Linked DNA regions of Canis lupus: region 2 is linked to region 1. A link is a contact called in public Hi-C data. All regions are on one chromosome and are shown on one strand. The core of a region is the stretch at or near the end of the contact, and the rest is flanking DNA. Distances in the headings are between cores, read along the strand shown. Region 1 has its middle 6.5 kb from the start of TRNAK-CUU. Region 2 has its middle 68 kb from the start of TRNAK-CUU.

Evidence for each region. Hi-C and Micro-C count contacts between places; a contact is called where the count stands out from the background.
Region 2: a Hi-C map of blood shows a contact between it and region 1, with 2.9 times the contacts expected there. The contact joins two enhancer-like sites. A contact is called at or near these places in 2 of 9 Hi-C or Micro-C datasets (both in blood).

The regions. Positions count from the first base shown.
Region 1 is chr15:33,029,743-33,034,657 of UU_Cfam_GSD_1.0, forward strand. No RefSeq gene overlaps it. Among named protein-coding and RNA genes, the nearest start is that of TRNAK-CUU, 6.5 kb to the right of the region's middle. Within about 2 kb of position 2,954, at least 5 of the 20 cell types and tissues checked have an H3K27ac peak or open chromatin away from gene starts, as enhancers often do. A contact at or near this core is called in blood, where this site is marked.
Region 2 is chr15:33,104,028-33,109,119 of UU_Cfam_GSD_1.0, forward strand. No RefSeq gene overlaps it. Among named protein-coding and RNA genes, the nearest start is that of TRNAK-CUU, 68 kb to the left of the region's middle. Within about 2 kb of position 1,439, at least 3 of the 20 cell types and tissues checked have an H3K27ac peak or open chromatin away from gene starts, as enhancers often do. A contact at or near this core is called in blood, where this site is marked.

The sequences.
Region 1 (4,915 bases), core at 1,704-4,203:
TGGAGTCTGAGAAATGTGGTGATGGGGGGAAATGGCTCTGAGAAAAGAGACAACCGATCAAAGAATTCATGGTGCCACGTAATGAATTTTTCTCTTTGCTCCTTTCCTTCTCGTCTGAACAGGTGCTGCATTTTGCAGAATAGCATATTTTTTTTAAAAAGTTGCCTAGAAGGTGGATTTCTATAGGGCAAATCATAGTAGTCTGTTGATGTGTGTAAAATTAAAAGTATGTTTTTCAGGGGAAAAATATTGATCTCCCATATTAAAGCTTCCACAAGAATCACAAGTGCATTTAAAAGCAAATGCCAAAAATTTTAAATACAACATGAGGAATAACTCCAGGAATAAATTATGGAGGGAAAACACAAAGGAGCTTAGGTCATTTTTGCATTTGGAAGAAGTCTGAAGATTTAAAAGAAAAATAACAACACTGTACTGAACGGAACATGCCAGGGGCAGAGCTCACAATGGTCTTATGAAAGACATTTTTCATTCTTAACCAGAGCATGCTTGTGTGTACAAGATGACAAAATAATCAAGTGAAGAGTGAATAATTCAGCTCATCACCAGGTTGTTTCGTGTTGAACTGATACAATGCCAAGCAGTTTGGATATTTTTCCCCTCGGAATATTTGTCTAAACAAATACTCTTAAAGGAAGAAAGCAGCCGAACTCCAACAGAATGAACCCTGGACCTTGATTCTGAAAGCCTGGGTTCTGTGCCTGGCTTTGTCTCTCGAAGCAAATTACTTGAGATTTCTGAACCTCCATTTCCTGATCTGGAAATGGAAGGCATAACGGCCTCACAGGGCTGTAGGGGTAAAATGAGATAAAGGACATAAAAGTCTCTGGCAAATAATACACATTCCAGCCAGGGCCCAGGAATGGCCCATGCACTTGTCTTTTATGGCATGCTGTGTGTTTTATAAAATCTTTTATAGTTTGGTTTCTGTATTAAGCTAATAGCTTACGTATGACATGCAAGGAGAGCCATAATAGAGACGGAACTTCTGCCTTCTCAGTGACGAGACGAGCCTGCCCATGTCTTCAGACCAAAAAGAAAGCTCAGACATCATTAGTCTAGATCCAACTACCAAATAATTTTTAATTATTCACTAATCCATTCACGTGGATTAGTGAATCCAAAAACATGATTTGCTGTCTCCCATGGGCCACATGCATGCTAGGGCAGACTGGACAGGCCTGTCTTCTGTGCCCTTATTCTGTTTAGGGAGATAGATAATATGTAACAAACTATAATAAAGTGTCATAAATGCTATAGCAGAGATCGGGAAAAAGTATGAAGGGGAGAAATCTGCATCATCCTGAAAAGTGTCACATAGAGGCTGATATTTAATAAATGCTTTTGGTAAATATTAAAAAATATAGATTTAGCGATTATGGAATCATCTTGCTATTCCTGTATGCATGTGTACATTCACATGTATTTTTCCACTTTTATAATTGAATTTTTATATCAGATAACTCAGATAGTCTTTCTTGATGCTTGGTGTCCACTGTCTTAACTCCTGCAAGATCATTGATGCTAGGTTTTATATCAGACACAAAGGACAGTGAAAAAGCTAATGCAATCCTTTCTATTTTGATGTGATGAATTTTGCTATTCTGTCAAATAATGCAACTCAGTGCTGACTGCAATAGTTAATTCATACAGCTTAGATGACTGCTTTTGAATGTAAAGGACAACTAAAACGCAAAATCAACCATGGTATATGATCTATATATGATCTCTATTTCTATAATTTTATTGCTTGACATTCAGAATAAACCACAACCATTAATTCCCCAGATCCCTAGATTATAATTACCTGGAATATTTTTCTCTGAAAGATGTGAGAATTTCTAAGCTTATCTGCTTTTATACAAATTTACTTGCTAAGGAGATTTCATGAAAAGCAATTTAATTCTGGGCCTCTTAAGGATGAATAAAATGAAAGAAAGACATTCAATTTTGTTTTGTTCCCTCCACCCACTTTACTCATCTGGTTTTACTTTTCTATCCATGGAGATTCTAAAGGCAATGTTCTGTAGAATTGATTTTATTGTCCCATTGCACGGTTTGCATCTAGGTTTTCCCTAAACCCAGGTGTGAGATCCTGTGTGTGTAAAGGGGCAGAGGGTAAAGGAGAGGTCAGGGGTGATTGAGCATCAGAATCACCAGGAAACGTTTCCAAAATGTGCATCCCTATTTATCTACCTCCTCACCTCAAGCAGTCGTGAACTCAGTGGTCAAATGAGCTAAAGTGGCCAGTATGTTCTTATAGAGAATATAGGGCTTAACCAATTCAGGGATAAACATTACACATCTTGTGAGGGATGGTGTTTACAGGAGGCAGAAGGGAAGTTCAAGAATGTGAAAGAACAGCTATGGATTTGTTACTATAGATTTTTATCATCAAAGAAAGATTTCAGTTACTATTCACATAAGAACCATTAACAGTCAGGAGACTTCTGACCCAACTCATCTTACTTAGCAGCTAATTAAAGTTCCCTTATGAATGAGAAACAAGTAACTTCACACAAATATGTTGATAATTTATTCCAGAGGGCTATTTGTGAATAGTGTTATAAAACCACTGCTGGAGCCAAATCAACTGATCAAGAAACCAAATAAACTTGATTAATCCTTGTACACGATGATTCATGTAAGACGTAAAACTATGATAAAATTCAGTAAATGTACTAATTCAGACTCACTGATAGGTAGAGTCAGCCTGGGTTTCTCCAGAAGCAAGGGCTGAGTCAATCTAGTGTGTGCATAGTTACTTCAGAAATGGATCCCAAGAATAGGAGTGATGGACAAGGGAAGTGAAACAAGAAAGGAACCAGATACTAGTATGGATTGTCCAGTGGATCATTGCTGTGGTTAATGGGAGCTCATTTCTATACACTTTTCTGAAGAGGGCCAGCAAATGCCTTTGGGAAACGTCTGCTGGGTGACGTGAAGGGGAAGTGGTTCGTTGGCTCCTACCCACATTAGTCAAGGGTGAACTCCAGGGCATTAGCTCCCTGGTATTTCTGGATTGTGCAAGCATGAGTCACATGGCTTCCTATGAATATCCTAAGCTCAGTATCAGAGATTTGAGGTGAGGTACGGCTATCTTGCACCTACTACAGGTGGTCAAAGCTTCATGGAACATTGCAGGATATAGCATCTTTTAAAACCCACACCTAGTTTTGTTTTGTTTTTTAAAGGTTTATCTATTTATTCATGAGAGACACAGAGAGAGAGGCAGAGGGAGAAGCAGGCTCCCTCCAGGGAGCCCGATGTGGGACTCGATCCCAGGACCCCGGGATCACGACCCGAGCCAAAGGCAGATGCTCAATCACTGAGCCACTCAGGTGCCTCAAACCTAGTTTTTTTAAACATGTGTATATTCAATATCCAGACCAACACTGGGATGGTCTATGGTGGGAATGCTTAATAAATAGACGCATGAGAAATTGATTTGGAGTACAAATTACACATCCTAAATCTGACACTTTCTGGCAGTGCAAACTTAGATCAGCTACCTTCAATTTTGCTGAGCCTCAGTTTCCTAATCTTTAAAAAGAAGGGCTAACTGGTATTCTCCTCATGGGATTCCTAAATGTTATGAGATGGAGAATGTAGTGTAGTATGGTTAGAATTTTAGGAAATGGGCATTCACGGTAATAATTATTAGCATTCAATCAAAGGCAGTACACGAGGCACAAGGCAACTTGAATGGGCCATACGATTGTTAGTGGCTGCATATTTCAATTGGCCACACCTGGAGAGCGAGAACAAAGCAGACAACAGCCGGTGGGAACTAGTAAAAAGGCTTTTCTGGACCTTGGGGGACTACAGATTGTGCACTACAACCCAAACCAAGTTAGGAGTCAGAGGTCAAGTGTGGTGACCTCTGAACCAAAGCTAGGAAAGAGAATGCTCAGAAGCTGAAGGTCAAGTCATGTCAAGGGTCAAAGGCAGGCAAATGGTAATTCAAGCACATGTGTTGCTCCATTGGTGGTCTTTCGTATCAGAAAGCTTGCCATTGCATTTCCTGCTACATTAAAAACGAGTAGCTGATTTCCTAGGCGTGGTCAGCCACAAGTCTGAGCGATAAAAGATACACAGCCTTGCAGATGATCAGAACATGCAGCGGGTAACAGGAAAAGTTCTAAACAAAAGTCTTTATCTTGTACTTACCGCAAAAAATTATACACTATTTCCAAAAATGCCTAGTATGTAAGGAGTTCTTGTTTATAGTTACAGGGTGTGACTCATTTTTGTTTTTCTTTGAACTTCCTGCATCCTTCTGCCTGGGCCCAAGGACTTTAAATTGGTCTTGTGACCAAAATTCACTTAAAATAAACTACTTAACTTCATGCTTATAAATGCCCTGTGCTTTAACAATTTTTACATGTTCCACACTTCATCCAATTCCAAACATACATACATCCATCCTTCCATCCATTTGTCTTAGTCCATTTGGACTGCTATAATAGAATATGCAATAGAATACCACAGACTGGGAGGCTTGAACAACAGACATTTATTTCTCACATTCCTGGGGGCTGAGAATTCCAAGATCAAAGTACCAACACAGTCCAGATCTGGTGAAGGCTGTTCCCTGGCTCAAAGATGACCATTCTCTTGACGTGTACTCACAAGGTAGAATCACTGAGGGAGCTCTGTGATGTCTTTTATATGGGCACAAATCCCATTCATGAGGACTTCATTCTCATGACCTGAGCATCTCCCAAAGGCTTACTTGCATATACCATCGCAGTGGGGATTAGGTTTCAGTGTATGAATTTTTGGAGGAAACATAGGCATTTAGTCTACAGCACCATCCATTCACTCATACATTAATTTATTCATTCAGCTATTCAATAATCTAATTATTTAATTATTTACCAGGAAATAATAT
Region 2 (5,092 bases), core at 189-2,688, 73 kb after region 1:
CTTCTTTTCGTTGCCTGCTTGAATCAACTCTTTCAATTCTGTCTCTCTCAAGTGGCCTCAGGCTGGGTCACCAGAAGGCAAATGTACAGTTACAAGGTTTAAAAAAAAAAAAAAAATCAGCAAAACAACTGGTTGTTACATGATCCCTGACAACAGTTGGATGGACTCTCTCCCCCCCCCCCCCGCCCCCCCCCCACCCCAATTAAATGAAGTGTTTTGGCAGCCTATGAGTAGAGCCCAAAGTATAGCCAGAAAAGGGAATGATTTCCCTTAGGGAGAGTGTAATTTTAACAGAAGTTCAACTTACACATTTTAAGATCTATACTTTGAATGTCTCTCTTAAGTGCAAAATGAATATAATTAGTTATGAGCTATCTTGCCCTTGGCTACAGTATGTGTTCAGCTACAGTGTAACGTCACTCACAACCTATTCATGCTCTGCAGTGTATTTTGGAACTTCCTGCTGGGCTCCTCTTAAAGAAAATACTGTATATAAAGTTTCAGAAGCTAACAGTTGTTCCTTCAGAAGGGTTAGGAGTGGGGAGCAAAACATCTGTGCCCTTCAAGCCGTCTAGCCAGACATATAAATTCCTTATGGACAGGATCTATATCTTTGCACGCATGGGTCCCTAACACATAAACGAAACCGAGCAGAGTGAAGGAAATATGTGTAGAATACATAGTAGAAGAGATGGATCCCGAATGAAATATTCCAATGAGGTGGTATACAGAAAATGACCATTGTGAGGGGTGCCTGGGGCAGGGTGGGGGGGCTCAGTCGGTGAAGCATCTACCTTCGGCTCAGGTCATGATCTCATCGTTCTGGGATGGAGTCTCTCGTGGGCTCCCTGCCCAGGGGGGAGTCTGCTTCTCCCTTTCCCTCTCCTGCACCCCCCTACCACTCATCCTCTCTCACACTCACTTTCTCTCTCTCAAATAAATAAAATCTTTAAAAAAAAAATCACTCTCACTTTCTCTCTCTCAAATAAATAAATAAATAGAATCTTTTTTAAAAAAAAGAAAATGACCATTTTGAAGTGTTTGAGAGCTCTAGGTTACCTAAAATCTCCATTTCCCCCCATTTATCATCTAGATACTATCACAGGGGCACAGCTATGATTACTGAACGCCCTTGGTACAGTCGTAAGTGGACAGGCCCTTCCTGGTATCTCCTGACTTTGTAAGCATCATCCCAACACGTAGGGCATAAAGGTCAGAAGGGTCACTAGAGAAAGAGTGAGCAAGTGTCCCCGAGCCTGCGTCAACAGGGAGCTGTTTCTTAATAATTCACGTTATCGAGTATGTTTATACATTGGAAACCAAAAAAAAAAAAAGAGGGAGAGAGTTGAACTTCCTCTTAAGTGGTTTTCCTGAGTTCTGCAACCTAAAGAGCTAACATTAAAAAAAAGTGAAGGGCACAGCGTATGCAATGCTTTCTGTTTGTGAAGCCTAACACAGGAAGTGATGCTATGTCTGTCTCAAGAATATGGCTAGACTTTTAGTGCCCAGAGGTAAGATCTGTAGCTTGATAATTATTTAGATAGAGCCCTATAATGCAATTAGTCTGGAAGCTACCTGAAGGTAGAGATGGGCTTACCTCGTCCCTGCCCAGCACTTTTTTTACATTCCCCCAAAGCACATCTTGGACACAATGAGTACTCAATAAATGCTGAACCCGTTTTAAAAGATTTAGGAAAAAAAAATGGCATTTTTTTACACTTGTAACTTCTTGCCCAATTAAAAAATAAGTTAAAAACTGAGAGTTTGACTTAAATATACTTCTTCACTGAGTAAAAACCATATGCCGAGTACTATACCCCTGGAGGGAGTGTGAAAGGTATGATGAGCAAGGTACAGCTCTTGTCCCCAAGAAACCAAAGGTATGTGGCCAACAGGAAGAAAGCAACAAAACAAAACAAAACAGAAAAACATGCCAATTGACAACATCTATACAAATACATTGTATTTATTGCAGCTGCTGGGCTGGACATTATATAACCATGTCTTGTTATAATTGTGAAGACCCTATTTGATAATCTAGGTCTAAAATGACCTTATTTGGTATCACATACATGTCATAGCAATTGATTTCTAATAACTGACTTCTCAAATTATCTATACTTCAAAGTCCCAGAAAAACCACCTGATTTCAGTTGTTTCAATTCAAGAGGTTGGTAGGAGACTGAATTGTTTGTCTTCAGTTTATGGTGGTGACTTGTGAGTGTTGCCCATAAAAGTCCAACTATATATTTTTAATAGTCCAAAATGATTAGAGACGTGTGTGTGTATATGTACATATACGCGCACATGAATATATACATATATGTAATTTATATCCACACGCACACATATATCTGAAGCTTACACCATCTTTGTTCTCTCATTGTAAAACTGAGCACAGATCTATTGGTGAAGCTTTTCACCCAGACTACAATAGCCAGCTGTCTTTAGAAGAGTGTTACTGAGTCTTTGCCATGCAGACAAGAAAAGGAATATTTGAAAGTGTAATGACCCTGCAAGTGCTCAGATATTCATTGCACATCATGATGATTACATCTGAGAATCTGTTCCTGCTTTCTTCTACTTTTTCTTAAGAAACAGTCTTATCTTTAGGAATGTGTGGAAGCAAAATGACTAGCTTATAACAGATGGCATTAAAAACGGTGAGTACAATACGGAAATGCAACAGTAGAATTGCAAACTGAGAAGGGGAATCAGACAGGGGCAGATTTGGGAATAAATTATGCATTGGATGAAGTGCTAATGGTTTTGTGAAGGAGAGGAGAGGTAGATTTAAATGGTCAAATAACAACAACAACAACAACAACAATAAAATAATAAAATAAAATAAAATAAAATAATAATTAAAATAACTGTTTGGTAGAGGCTGTCTAGCATAGTGTTGAACAGCACAGACCCCACTCCACCCCCAGAACTCCACATCTCCCATTTAACAGGTTGTGTGATTTTGGATTGGAAAGTAAACTGAAAAATCTCTTGTCCCCTTGCACTTTGCAAAGAGAAAGGTGTACACATACTTAGTGGCAATAATGGCTCACAGCGGCATGCAACATTTCTCAAGCACTTTCTACATGTCAGTCACTAAGTCACTAAAGTAAGCATATTACATAGATAGGTTCATTAATTCTCATATTAATCCAATGAGGCAAGTGCTATTAGTAGTATTCTGCTGTAACGTCCGAGACTAGACTAGATTAGGTGACTTGTCCCAAGGGATCAAAGCTGGCGGAATGATTCCAAAGCCTGTGGTTTAAGAACTAGGCTATCACGTTGCTGTATAAAGTGCTTATCCTAGCTTGGCACAGAAGAAGGCTTTGATATATAATAAAGAGTCCACCAAACAAGGTCCATTAAAATTCATGGAGAAGAAAAACCAAATCACCTGCCAGCAGGAAACAGGCTTGGCCCTTTCTCCCAAATATATCGTGTGGTGTGATGTATGGAGATGAGAGATGATCTGGTGGAGTCCAGTGGGTAATCACATGATGAGCTTTACTCCCATTCAAATGAGCCTACATGGCCTGCCACCATCTCAGGCTCGGTTAGCGGATGCATCCTGTCCAGAGCATACTCATGTCCACCTCCTTCCATTGCATTTGTTCCCTTTCCTTCCATAGAGCATATTGCATATTTCAAAGGTAGAGATTTGAGCCTAACGAAGTTAGTGCAGGCTCGGGTGTGAACAGCCTCCAGCAGACTCAGAGTTGCTCTGATCTTGTCAGCAGGCTGTGAAGGCTGAGTACCTAGTGCGGCTTGAACTTGAATCCAAGTCAAGGAGCAGATCCTGATAGAGTATCTGATACCCTGAAAATCTCCAACGGGAGCCGGAAGAGAGGAGGGGTGGGTTGGGGGTGCTGGAGGCTTTATTCAGCCCCCTCTGCTGAGATGACGGAAAGTTGTGGCTTAAGGTTCTGCCCATCTCTGTCTCCTGGAAACATTGATATTACACCGATCAAAGCGTGGGCCACTCCTGTCTCCTTGTCCTCCTTCTCATTCCTCTGGCACAGGCACATGTGTGTGCATTCCACACGGTAGCCCCGATAGCCAGGGAACCTGTCACCCCAAATAACTGTCACATTCTCACTTGCTCAGTCAGAAGAATTTCAGCTTCTCTCTTCTCTGCCACTGGGGAGGAGGTTGAGGTCACGGGATTGAAAGGATCCCATCTCGTCTCCCAACAAGAGGGGTCTGTGCAGCTGCTGGGCCCACAGCAGACAGAAGGGACCGCGGCAGCTGGCGCCCCTTGGAAAGGCTCTTTTCATCCCCTTCCTGGATCTGGCATTGATTTCTTAGAGGGCAGATGCACCGATTCCAGGGTCCCTCCCTGATTCAGCTGGGAAACAAAAATAAAAACAAAAAACAAAACCCAAACTACCAAAAGTCTAAAGCACGCCTTTCCTGTTCTGAAGTTCCTTCACTTTCTCTCAGATCCTCTTTTCTGACCCGTGGGCCACCAGCTCCCCGCCCTTCTGTTCAGAGCTGCATGGGGCTGGGTTTTGCTGAGCGCTGAAGAATCACTGATCTTGATTATCACCAGCCTTAGTGGAGAGGAATGGTTCTGCTGGGAAAGCCAAGCCCAGGAAGCAAGAATGGTAGGCAGTAAAATGGGATCTGGACTAATTGCCCAGTAAAGACCACCAGCACCAAAAATTGGACCGATTCCATTCATTCTCCAGGCCATAGCTCCCTGCAGCCTGACTCCTGCTCCCTCTATTGCTCCAGTTCATTCTTCCGTTACTTTTCCTTTCAAACTTTATGCTTCAGCAACAATGCTGCTTTCACCTCTAATATACAGAGCTGTTCATGCTTCTGAGCCTTTGTGAAATCTTCTCTCCGCCTGAAATGCCCTCTCACCATGTCTTCCTGGAAATATCTTATTTGACTTTTAAAACCTGACACAGAAAAAAAAAAAAAAAAAAAAAAAAAACCTGACACAGACATCACTTCATCTCCCCCTCGTGACTCTGATTTTAATTGCTGGGTTGTGGCCTGAGCTTTGGGAGTCTTAAGCACTCCCCAGGTGAAACTCACGTGCACCCAAGTTTGAGAAATGACTGCTCTAGGCTAGAGG